Linked DNA regions of Mus musculus: all the other regions are linked to region 1. The links are chromatin contacts, called in public Hi-C and promoter capture Hi-C maps. All regions are on one chromosome and are shown on one strand. The core of a region is the stretch at or near the end of the contact, and the rest is flanking DNA. Distances in the headings are between cores, read along the strand shown.

The links. Promoter capture Hi-C pulls out the DNA fragments that hold promoters and counts their contacts. A called contact is a pair of places that touch in the nucleus more often than the background predicts.
Region 2: a contact with region 1 is called in a Hi-C map of CD4 T cells, with 3 times the contacts expected there. The contact joins the promoter of Tollip here to the promoter of Lrrc27 in region 1. A contact is called at or near these places in 2 of 484 Hi-C or Micro-C datasets (B cells and CD4 T cells).
Region 3: a promoter capture Hi-C map of cranial neural crest shows a contact between it and region 1. The contact joins the promoter of Cd151 here to the promoter of Lrrc27 in region 1. A contact is called at or near these places in 2 of 39 promoter capture datasets (cranial neural crest and pre-B cells).

What each region holds. Positions count from the first base shown.
Region 1 is chr7:139,210,853-139,214,617 of GRCm38.p6, reverse strand. It overlaps Lrrc27 (leucine rich repeat containing 27), which reads right to left and starts at 1,630. Exons shown (of 11, transcript NM_027164.1): 1 at 1,351-1,630. It also overlaps a transcript of Stk32c not described here.
Region 2 is chr7:141,900,817-141,904,581 of GRCm38.p6, reverse strand. Tollip (toll interacting protein) reads left to right here and starts at 2,121. Exons shown (of 6, transcript NM_023764.4): 1 at 2,121-2,306. The coding sequence starts at 2,274.
Region 3 is chr7:141,465,450-141,469,214 of GRCm38.p6, reverse strand. Cd151 (CD151 antigen) reads right to left here and starts at 1,853. Exons shown (of 8, transcript NM_001111049.1): 1 at 1,749-1,853; 2 at 669-796. It overlaps Cracr2b (calcium release activated channel regulator 2B), which reads right to left. Exons shown (of 10, transcript NM_001025103.2): 8 at 3,530-3,696; 9 at 3,378-3,449; 10 at 2,613-3,169. The coding sequence ends at 2,992. Gm10575 (predicted gene 10575) reads left to right here and starts at 1,444. Exons shown (of 2, transcript NR_152219.1): 1 at 1,444-2,333.

The DNA of each region.
Region 1 (3,765 bases), core at 381-2,880:
GGGTGGGGGGGTGGGGGGAGGGGGGATGGACTCGAGTTGCTGAAAAAGCAACAGTACTATGAATTTAGCTTTAAACTTGTAAATGCTGGGACATAAGGAGGTACTGGTTATATTCTTTGCTCCTCACGCTGTACCACAAAGTTTGAAGAAGAGAATGACAATTATGATTCGAGAAGGGGGGCTCAAGTAGTCTGGGCTGGCCTCCAACTCACTGTGGTGAACTTCTAACTCCTGATCTTCCTGTATGCACCTCCAAAGTGCTTAGATGACAAGCAAACAGCCACCTGACTACAGTCTAACTGGAAGATACCAGTGGAAACAAGCATCCAGGATGAAAACACCGGGGGACTTTTCAAGTTTGCAAAACACCTGTAAGATGGGAAGAGATAAGACAGTTTCCTATTTCCACCCTGGAAATTCCTCTGCTTCTTGTATCCAAGACTCTGAAGTCAGGAAGCCAACCCCTGCCTCCCACACTGGCCCAGACCAGACCAAAGAGGTATCTAGGTGGGCACTAGGGAAAAACCTGGGCAATGACAATCTTGCATCTTAGTTCAATAATCCTGTTGCTTAGCCAGGGTATTACTTGCAAAACCATCCAAGCAAAGAGGATGGCTGAAAGATCTGCCAAATGCTGGCACACTTTCCTAGTTTCACTCTCCTTTAAGGAGCGGGTGACTTTTCAGTTAAGGAGCTGGTCTTAAAGGTGTACAATTCATGGGGAACCTAGGTCTGCGTTGGCAGGAGATATGCCACCCCCCCCCCCAAGCTGGGTAATGGGTCTCCCTAAGGTCTCCAAGCCTTTGCATAGTCTACGGCTTATTGTATTTTTTTTCTACACCTTGGAATTAGGAGGAAAGATTCTGCCTCCATCAAATTACATTGTAAGGAAAATGTGTGGACAAGAGGGAGGCAGGGGACTAGTGATGCTGTTTCCAGACTGGGCTGGTAGGGGAACTCGACTTTTGGACCTCAATCCCATCTTCCCAGGTGCGGCCACTGTAAAAGGGTAGGGGATCTAGTCATAGTTCTCTCCCACCACCGCGCCATCAAAGGCTGACGTTCACAGGACCCCCAGCAGACCAGACTCACTGCTCTGTGAGTCTGTGGCGGTCTCCTCAACCCAACCCAGCGTCTACTCCCGCCCGCCAGACTGTGACCCCGCCCCACAACCTGGTGGCCGGGTCCCATCCAGTGCAGCCGGCTAGCGGTGACTGACGTAACAGCTATCCCACCCTCCAGCCCCGTTGCTCTTCCCCGCCCACCTGCGACTCCGCCCTGACACGTCGGCTGCCCCGCCTCCGAGAGGCTCAGGCACCACCTAACAAACCAGCGAGCTGCGCGGTTTACCAGGTCGCCATGGAGACGCTGCTGCGGTACGGAGGCCGGAAGGCATCAAGTCGCAGGTCTGGCTTGGGATAGCTTCGGTGCGCGTGCGCTTACCGCCTCTTATGCTGGAGGTGGGCGACAAGGCCAGAAAGAAACTTCGAGAGGATGGGCTGGTGGATTCGGGGAGGGCTTGGGGACCCGAAGGAGGTCGAGTGATGCTTCTGCTGACCAGACCGTCTTCCAGGGCCATGGACCCTCGGGCCTCAGGCCTCTGGAACTGACCGCTGCCCTCCGCGCCTGCGCAGAAGCAGCTGCCGCAGTGCTGCGCTCTCGGCTTCCCAGGCTGGTGCCGGGTTTGCTGGCCCTTTTGTCCTGGGGCCTGGATCTGCACAGACTCTCCTAGTGTGGAAACTTGGAGGCTGTCCTTTTCCATTTAGAAACCTGCAGAGCAGGGTATTCTGGGAGGCAGGTCAACCAAGTCCATAGACCCTAAACCTTTAGAGAAAAAGGATCCCTCCCGAAAAGAGAAATTACGGGAACGTGGTAAACTGCCTTAGTATCAGATCTGGTGGGGATAGAAGGCCCGCTGCGGATTCTAGAGGATCCTGACCAATGAAGTGATATGGGTCACTCCTTTCTGGGGGCCAGAAGTTGAGATCTTAGCAATTTCCACCGTTTTTAGTGAGTAATGTGTCACACACAGAGCAACATGACACGTCATCAATTCTAAGGGAAACTATCGGAAATGAACTGGCCTGGACATTGAATTATGCCCTTAGCTAACGTGCTCAGTGATATAATCTTGCTAAACATTTTTGAAGTAGCAAAGCAGGATGGAACTGAAAGTATAAGATGGGACCAAAGTGGAAGTCTAGATCCAAAACAACAGCAAATTTTGTTTACTCAGGCCAGCAAGATGAGTTAATGCTTAGAACCTAGGTAGGGGAGAACCAATTCCACAGAGTTGTCCTGTGGTATCCCCTATATGAATGCAATAATAAATTTAAATAATAGAATAGAATTTTCAATTCATTTACTAATATATTCTTTAGGACTGAAAGTGAGATGGGAGTAAGTTGTAAGAAAATATCCCCAAACAAGAAAACAAGAAAACCTAGGAAACTCAAGAGTTGTGGGAGCCCAGTAGCCCTCTGATCAAATGTCTCCTGATGTCCCTTCAACACTGCAGAGATGGCGGCTGGCAGCTGGAATCCCCCCGAGTGTTCCATTGGTTACAGGTTGCTAAAGCTTGGGGTCAAGAGGTGCTGTGAGGAGCGTTAGGATACAGAGCAGGCAGGGCATTCCTGCCTGGCCACACAGGCCATCAGAGAGGCCCCTTTCTGGTGGCTCTCAGTGGAATGCTTGCCACGTACTCATGGGATCACCAGAATCCATTTAAAAAGTTCAGGTGCAGCAGTGTATGCCTATAATTCCTGTTCTTGGAGACAGGCAAGCGGATTCTGAGGGCTCACCGGCCAACCAGCCTCAACCACTGTGGAGCTCTAAGCCAGTGAGACCCTGTGTCAAAAAACAAAACAAACAAGTTAACAGCTCCTTAGGAACAACACCCATAGTTGACATTCAACCTCTACATATGTACATATACCCACCCACATATGTGTGCAGATATGTACACACACACATGCACACGCACACAAGTACACATGCTCCACCTTTCCTGCTACTAGGAAAATAGAATTATATCCAAAATTAGACATTAATTTATACACATTTGATTGGCAAAATGAGATGCTTGGTGTAATGGTCATGTGCTGGGAACTGGTGTCCATAGGCACCTCGGGGAGCCACTGGGTACTCCAGCCTAGCAGCATCTCAGCCCACTGCTTCATCCTACGGTTGTCTTGAGTTTTGATTTCCTTTAGAAGCCCATAAAATTGGTTTTTGTATCTGGTAGTTAATTATATGTAGGAACTCATCTTGCCTTTTTTTGTGCTCACTTTATTACCCAGCTAAACCGCCTCTGTTGAGTAGTTCTCTTGGCAAGTGTTTCTGGGCTATTCTCCTTAAGCTTATGAATGTAGCCTCTTTGTTTTCATCTAATTCTTGAATGACTATTTAACTGGTACGGAGTTCCTTGTTGACAACAATTTTCTATCAGAATTTTAAAGATATTGCTTGCTGGCTGCGGTTGAAAAGGCTGCTGCCAGCCCCATTGCCATTTCAGTGAAGGAAGCTGAAACCCTTCCGAAATCTGCATCCCTGTGTTTCTAGGTGCATACCAGGTTTCATTCTGTGCCTGGTGGGGACTATGTCCTGTGCTCAGGCTCTTGCCAGCCTTTTTTCTGCCATTTTATTACATGTCTACACCCTGACCTTGACTCACATTGCTAGCAACCCCTCACTATTCCCCCCTCCCCTCCTCAGAATGGTTCTTCCTCAGACTTACCCAGCTCCTGCCATGGCCATCTACCAGCT
Region 2 (3,765 bases), core at 872-3,371, 2.7 Mb before region 1:
TTGGCAAGAGGAAGCACATACCTGCTCCAATGTCCAAGTTAGCCCTGTGGTCTTGGACATAACTGCTTTTCACCCTTTGGTTTGTAGACCAGGCTGGCCTCAATTTCCCAGTCCTGCTCCCATCTCAGCCTCCTAATGATCGGGATTATAGATATGTGCCACTGTACCCAGCAACAACACATTTCTCAGAGTTTCTGTGTGTCTCCATACAGAGTTGAGTAGCATCTTGTGGCAGTTGAGCCCATAGGCTCACATTGGATTAATTGATCCTCAGTGGTGTATTTGAGAAGGGTTAGGAGGTGTGGCCTTGTTGGAGGAGGTATGTCACTAGGGAAAGACTTTGAGGTTTCAAAAGACTGATCCCAATCCTAATATGTCTCTGTCTCCTGCTTGCCTCTCAGTGGTTGCTCCAGCCACCTGCTATCTCTGCTCCACCATCATGGACTCTAACCTTCTGAAACCATAAGTCTAAATTAAACTCTTCTGTAAGTTACCTTGGTCTTATCCCATCAATAGAAAAGCACTACAAATCCGAGTCAAGAGTGAAGGCAACAAAGGGGACAAATACAAGATGATGAACACAGAGATGCTAAGCCTTTCATCCATTTTCTGTTACCCATAACCTCTCTGCTGAGTGGAGTCAGTACTAGCAGCAGAGCTAGTTTTCAAGTTTCTGCAAAGTAACCTAGGTGAATTTTATCATAGTCCACCTATACCAGAGTTTCTATCTGCTGCAAATCTAGTAGAAACAAGTAAGATTATGTCCAGCCACGTGATCCCCACCATGAGAGAGCTTTAAGTCAAGGAAGAACAAATGCTGTGGTTCTGCTCTGACAGACTGTGCCAGGGCTTGAACTGATTTCAGGAACGTACTGAAGCATTTTATGAGATAAAGTTTTTTCTTGGGAACAATTCCCCCTTGGTGTTGTTGGTGGTGGTGTGTGTCTTTTTTAAACTGCTTAGTACTGAAGGATTTGGGATTCATCAGAGGCCATATGTGTGGTCTTAGTCACAAGGGGATCCTATTGTGCTATCCAGATATAATTTTATACAACAGGTTGTCTGCTGCATGTTTAGACACAAGTCACAGGTTTTGTCTATAACCAAGAAGAAAGGATTGAGCAGGGATGTGGACACCAGGAGAGATCAGGGGTCTCTTTAAAACTCTGTCTGCCACAATGGATAGTCTTTTGTGTCTTAGCTTTATCAGCATAGAGATGACAGTTTGGGCAACAGGAGCTAGAGACCGGTGAGAACTGGATATAGATCAGTGTCCAGGAACAGAGCCCAGATGCAGTCCCATGTTATGCCAAGGTAGAGACTGTCACTAGAGTTGGAAGATGTAATCTTAAAGATGAAAGGAACACAAGAGAACATGGTGTGAGTGAGGAAATGTTCTTGGTACTCCTAGACAGTACCAAGTCTATTGCCGCACAAGTAAAAGGGGACCTACAGACTGGTGACCACCATAGGGTAAACTCCTTATAGGAACTACCCTGGTTCTATCTGGCCAAGTATTCTTCTGAAGAGAGTGCTCTGAAAAGGCAAGAGTGGGTGGCCCGGGTTTCCTAGGGACAGATCTTCATCTCTCCATTCATTTAGCAAATCCAAGGCTGGTGGAAGTTTTCCGTCCCACTCTTGTCTCTCCTTCAGCTTGGTTTCTTCTTTTAAAATTTAAATATAAATGTTCTCCCTCCCACAGAATTTTGAGGTAATTCAAGAGCTTGAGGGTAGCTGGTTCTACTGCCATCTGTTTTTTTTTTCGCTCAGGCAGCCAAACCTCAGTTTTCTCCAAGCGGATCACGCACCTGCAAGCGGTGGTATCACAGCTATCTCCAGTTAGGTGACTAGACGCTGTGGCAACTCGACCGAATTGAGATGTGCGTCCCTGTTCTAGGTGTATGCGACTGGGTGAGCAGGCTTCTGCCCGCAGGAGAGTGTTCAGGTTTAGGCATGCGCAAACAGTCTGACAGCCATTTTAACGGGCTGCTGAGCGCCCGAAGGGAGCCACTGCGCAGGCGTGTACGGGAGACCCATTTCCCCCTGAGGTCGGAACACGCGTGCGCGGATTAGCCGGAAGGGGCGGGGCCAGCTATTGCCAAGCTCTGTGCTTTGGGAACGCCGGGGTGGGGCGGGGCGGGGCGACTGTCAGCTGACTGAAGAGCCGATTGCCTCGCGGGACAACGGTCGGCGACGCAGCTTGTGGTGGGAGCGGAAGAGCTCTCCCGGCGGGTCTCTGTGCAGTTGGCGAGGCAGAGGGCCGCCGCAGCACCATGGCGACCACCGTCAGCACGCAGCGCGGGCCGGTGAGTGCTCTGGGCCAGAGCCTGGCTGGGGCAGTGGAGCCTGGGGTCGGACTCCTCAGTCTTTTACGGGGCCCCTCGCGGGTTGCTCTTCCGTCCCGGGGCTTCGCGGGTCCTACCTTCGGGTACCCACCCGGAGCAGCGACTCTCGTCTATCGGACATCTGGGGTGGAGGAAGGCAGAATTTGATGGTTCCCCAGATGCCCACGGGCCCTGAAGCTCCTGGCCTCCTTCATGGAGAGGGATCCTGACTCCCGTGGTCCTCCTGGGTGGAGGCCCTGAATAGGGTTCCTCTACACAGAAGAAACCTTACCCCATTGGTCCCCAGATGGAGTGGGACCCCGACTTCCCTTAGTTCCTCAGATAGAAAGGGCCCTGAACCCCTTACGTTCTCAGATCTATCACCTGCTTGGTCTCCCAGATGGACACAAGCCCTGACTCTTGGTCTCCCAGATTGAGAGTGGTACTGACTACATTAATTTCCCAAACTGAGAGGTGCCTTGGTTCCCCGTCTCTCAGAGGAGTGGAGTCGGACACCTTTGGTCCCCCAAAGGAGAGAGATAACCTGGTCTCCTTGGTTTCAGAAATGGTGAAAGATCCCACTTTGTAGTCTGTCCTTACTTGTGACAGTTTCCTCTTCTCCCTAACATCTATAGAAAATAGGGTACTACCTCTTGAGCTTAGTTAGTGGCTACCTTTTCAAGCCTCAATTTCTTCATTTATAAACGAGGAGAGGGGAGCAGAGAACTTGGAAGACCCAACAGGGTTGTCTCTTCAGGATTGTCTTGGGTTCTATTATACTACCTGTCTCACCTCCCCTAGTGTGTATGGCCTCCCAGTAGCTCCCTGAGACTGGTGTGGGTGGGATGTTGTTAGCCAACTGTGGCTGTGTGGAGTAGAACATTGTTCTGATCAGCACCTCAGTGCCTTTTCCCCTGAAGTTAATATTGAGTGTGCCTGCAAAGCCTGTGGTTTCCCAGAGTTTTTTCACCCTGACAGCTTGGTGTTGATTGTGTGTGTGTGTGTGCGTGTGTGTGTGTGTGTGTGTGTGTGTGTGTGTGTGTGTAACAGGTAACTCCTTGGGATAGATTACTGATTTCCTGACTTTGAAGAAAGCCTCAGGCTTGTTAGATGCTTTTTAGGAGGGCTTTGAAGCCAGATCTCCTGAGCCACTGTCAAACTTGGATGGAGATTTCCAATGTTGGAGTTACTTTCATGTTCATCAACCCTTCTTCATCCTCACGGTGTCTCAGCAAACTATAGAAGATTGATGGTGGCTGCCAGAGGAGAAAGGGAGACAGAGCTTTGCCCTTTTCATATCCCCTGCCAAGTGGACACATGGCCAAGGAGAGTGGACCCTTTCTTACCGTGTGGTCTGAGAGTGTCCTTATCTCTTGTGGTTCAGGCTGAGTTTGAATTCATCTGATGGTGAACTCCATGTCTGTCATGAGTAAGAAGCTAT
Region 3 (3,765 bases), core at 604-3,103, 2.3 Mb before region 1:
GGCCTCCAAGTAGGAAGAAAGCTATCTACCAACGGAGACAGGAGGAGATCCAGCAGTCCCCGGATGATTGCAGTTTGGAGCTCAGCCAGCTATCTGCCCTCAGAGGAGCATTCCCAGGAACCTTATGAGTCACTTCCTGAACTAACCTCCTCACAGCCAGACACATGGTGGGTTATCATGGAGGACCCCCCAACATCTGCTGACTCACTCCTGCTGGCAACAGGGGGGGAAGCACCAGCAGACCTTCAGGGTACATTCCTGTTGATCGGCACCCCCAAGCATTCCCTGAGTCCCACAATCAGGCTGCTAGGTACTTACCACTCATACCCGTTCCCAGATATGGCAGAGAGCTCAGGCCACCCTAAGGGACAGTTTGTGAGGACTCTGAGCTGACTCTACTACCAGCCAGGGCAGAGACAATAAGATGCCGGTAGGTGGAGCCTGTACAACCAGCTCTCCTCCCGACTGTAGGGGGAGGTCCCAGTTCCACATATGTGAATGTGCCACTCCTCCAGGAGTCCCCTAGTCACACCCTGCCCTAGACACACTATTGTCTGACTGAGGACAGTGTACAGACCTCGGCTGACGCAGGTCAGATTCCCAGACACACACCTAAGCAGAACTGTTAGCCAGGGGCCTTGAGGCTCTGCCCAGGCACCAGCTCTCACCTCTCAAGTCAGGACCAGCAGGTACAGGTCAAAAGTCACTCTCTGCCCTTCACCTAGCAGGTGGGATCTTGCCACTCCAACTACAGAAGCTTAAGCAGTGGTCAAAATGGTTCTCAGAGCCACCAGATCTGCAAGGAAGCATAACAGGCAGGCCTGCTGTTTTCTACTGGACGGCGGCAGGCCAAAGAACATGGCTGACCTGCCTGATCTAGGGAGGGACCAAATGCCTTCTCCAAGTGCCCCACCTTCCAGTCCCATCCATCACAGTCCCTCCCCCACCAAACAGCAGCGACCGCAAACTGAAGGAGGATGCATCGACTGTCCATTTTGGAAAGTGGGAGAGATTTCAGAGCTCTATTTGGAGATGGGACCCAAAAATGCATGCTGCCTCACTGAAAGCGGGCAATGACATAAAGAAGCCTGGCCACAATGCAAACCCCCGGGGCCAGGCTCTAAAAGCCCAGAATCTATGGGCTTTTAGACACATCCATCAACCTAAGCCAAGAGACAATCAGCAGACTGGATGTAAATTCTCTGTGAAAGTGCCGGTGTGAGAGCCTGGACCAGCCAGAAATAGCTCCTGCGGCCTGGACACAACCGCCCTACACTTAGCTCCTGGACCTGTCCTGGGCCTTCGGCACCCGCCCCACCGACCCGATTAAACACTGAAGTGGGCTGGGCGAGGAATCCCCGCGTCACAGAGATGAAGTCACCACCGCCCCTGCCGCCCTCCCCCGCCCCGTGCCAGTGGGCGGACCTGCGGTCTCAGGGGAGGGAACCGGTGTCCAGGGACAATGAATAGGGTGGTCAGACTTTTAAATTTCTGGGTTTCTGCACGAAAGAGACCGTCAGGCCTGCTCAAGAACCACAGAAGCTCTCTCCCTCACCCCTCCCCCTCCGGCCTTCTAACTGCCCGGCCCCGGCGTCGATCTTCCGGAAAGGAGTCTGCAACCCTGTCCTACCTCAGGCTCTGCCTCCTGGGCGTCCCTGAGGCCAGCTTGGAGACTAGGAACACCAGTGAGCGAGGAACTCAGGACACTGCTCCCCACACCCTCCGGCTATGCTTCACGGAGCACTCACCAACCACGCTTTGAAATACCAGCCCCGGCAGCCACGGTAGGAGCGATCACTCGGAGTACAGAGAACGCTCGGCCCGGGGCCTGCGAGGACACGCCCTGCGCGCGACCCCGCCCCGGGCGCAGCCCCGCCCACGGCCGGCCTGGGCAGGCAAGTCCTAACTGGTTTGGTGCTAAGGCGCGCGCCAGAGAGACCTGTGGGTCTGTAAAGTTAGTTTAAAGGTGCCCCGTTTGTCATCAAAAGCCCCAACTCGCCCAGAGACAGAGGAGCTAGACCAGAGGTAGAACCCAGGTGGGGAGCGAAGAGGTGGGGAAGGTGGCACCTAGCCCACCAGAGGTCCAGAACTGAGGTCAAGACCAGTTTCTCTAGTCTAAGCCGGGAGAACCACTCTAAAGCTGCAGGTTCTAGCGGCTGAAGAAATGCTAGAGGGGAAACTCCAGATACAGTGTGGAGGGTGCCAGAAGATTCCATAGAGACATGAGGGCCCTGCGAGAGGTGCCCAGTGTGGGTGGCATATGGTCTGGCTAGGAACTGTGCCAAAGGATGATGGATAAAGGACCTGGACCAGAAAGCTAGCTGACCACGGAGGTGAGGAGCGGGACCTTCCACGTGTGGACTAGCGTGGGAGCGGACACCTGTTGAAACCTGAGTCCTGGGAGCTTCAGCTGGGAGGAATGGGTGAGGGCTTGGTGAATATCCAGAATCACAGAACACACACAAGCACACAGGAACCCCCAGCTGCAGGAACGAAGGGGTTAATGTGCACCTGTAAACCCCTCCATGTCACCTTGTGCCATGGATACCAAGCATGAACCACAAATGCACCGTGGCTCCCAAACACACAAGAGCCAAGGAGTACACAGTATACAATGGCCTTTATTGGTCCTTCAGACAAAGATTAAGGAAGACAGGATAGCCGGGCGTGGTGGCACACGCGCCTTTAATCCCAGCACTCGGGAGGCAGAGGCAGGCGGATTTCTGAGTTCGAGGACAGCCTGGTCTACAGAATGAGTTCCAGGACAGCCAGGGCTACACAGAGAAACCCTGTCTCGAAACCCCCCCCCCCAAAAAAAAGGAAGACAGGATAAAGACTGAAGGACTGAAGGCCTTGACTACTCTGAGGTTAGCTCCTTCAGGCATGGGATGCCTTCTGGGTAGAGCCACACACTTAGCAAGTATCCGCCACCAAGACCAGTCCCTCCTAGGGGCAGTCCTCTGGATAGGGAAGTGAGTCACTCGGGGCTGGTCATCGGGCACTAGGAAGATGGCCAGAGCCTCGTCTGGGGGGCCGAGCCCAGCCACAGCAGCAGCAGCAGTAGATGGGTCCGGGCTTGTGGGCAATAGCTAGAGCCTTCCTGTGGCTACTGCCCAGCAGCTTGGTCTCACAGGCATCTCTCTCATCTCGAAGCCTCAGATTCAGCTCCCTAGAAAAGAGAGGTAGGAGACCGAGGAGGCTAAGATCTAGAGGAAAAAGTGCATGGGGGAGATGCCTTCCCTGAGTCAAGAGGACTACAGAGCCAGCCGCATGAAGGCTATAGGGCAGACATAAGGACTTCCAGCAACATGGGTAGGAGCCAATACTATCTGGAAACTTGAAACCACTTCCCATTAGCCCAGGCAGGCCTGACCCACCTCAGCAGCTCCAGCTGCCTTAGGAGGCTGAGTTTCTCTTTCTGCATATTCCTGGAGACAGCAACCACATCTCTGTGGACAGGAAGGCTGTGATCCAGATGTGGGTTGGGGGGACAGACCCTTCTACCCTCACCACAGGCACTTCACCACACCTTTGGGTTTGCTCCTGCCGACCCTGTGCTTCGCCCTCCAGTCGACTGAGCTGCTCTTGGGCCTGGTCCAGCTGTGCCCGTATGGCCTCATAGGCCCTCTGCAGCTGGATGTGCTGGGCCTGTGCCTCTAGCTGTTCTGCAGCCCGGGCCTGCAGCTGCTGTTCCAGCTGGGGAATGGTGGAATGCTGGTTGGCATGCCACACCCCTCTGGTCCCAAGCTGACCCCTCACCCCTGT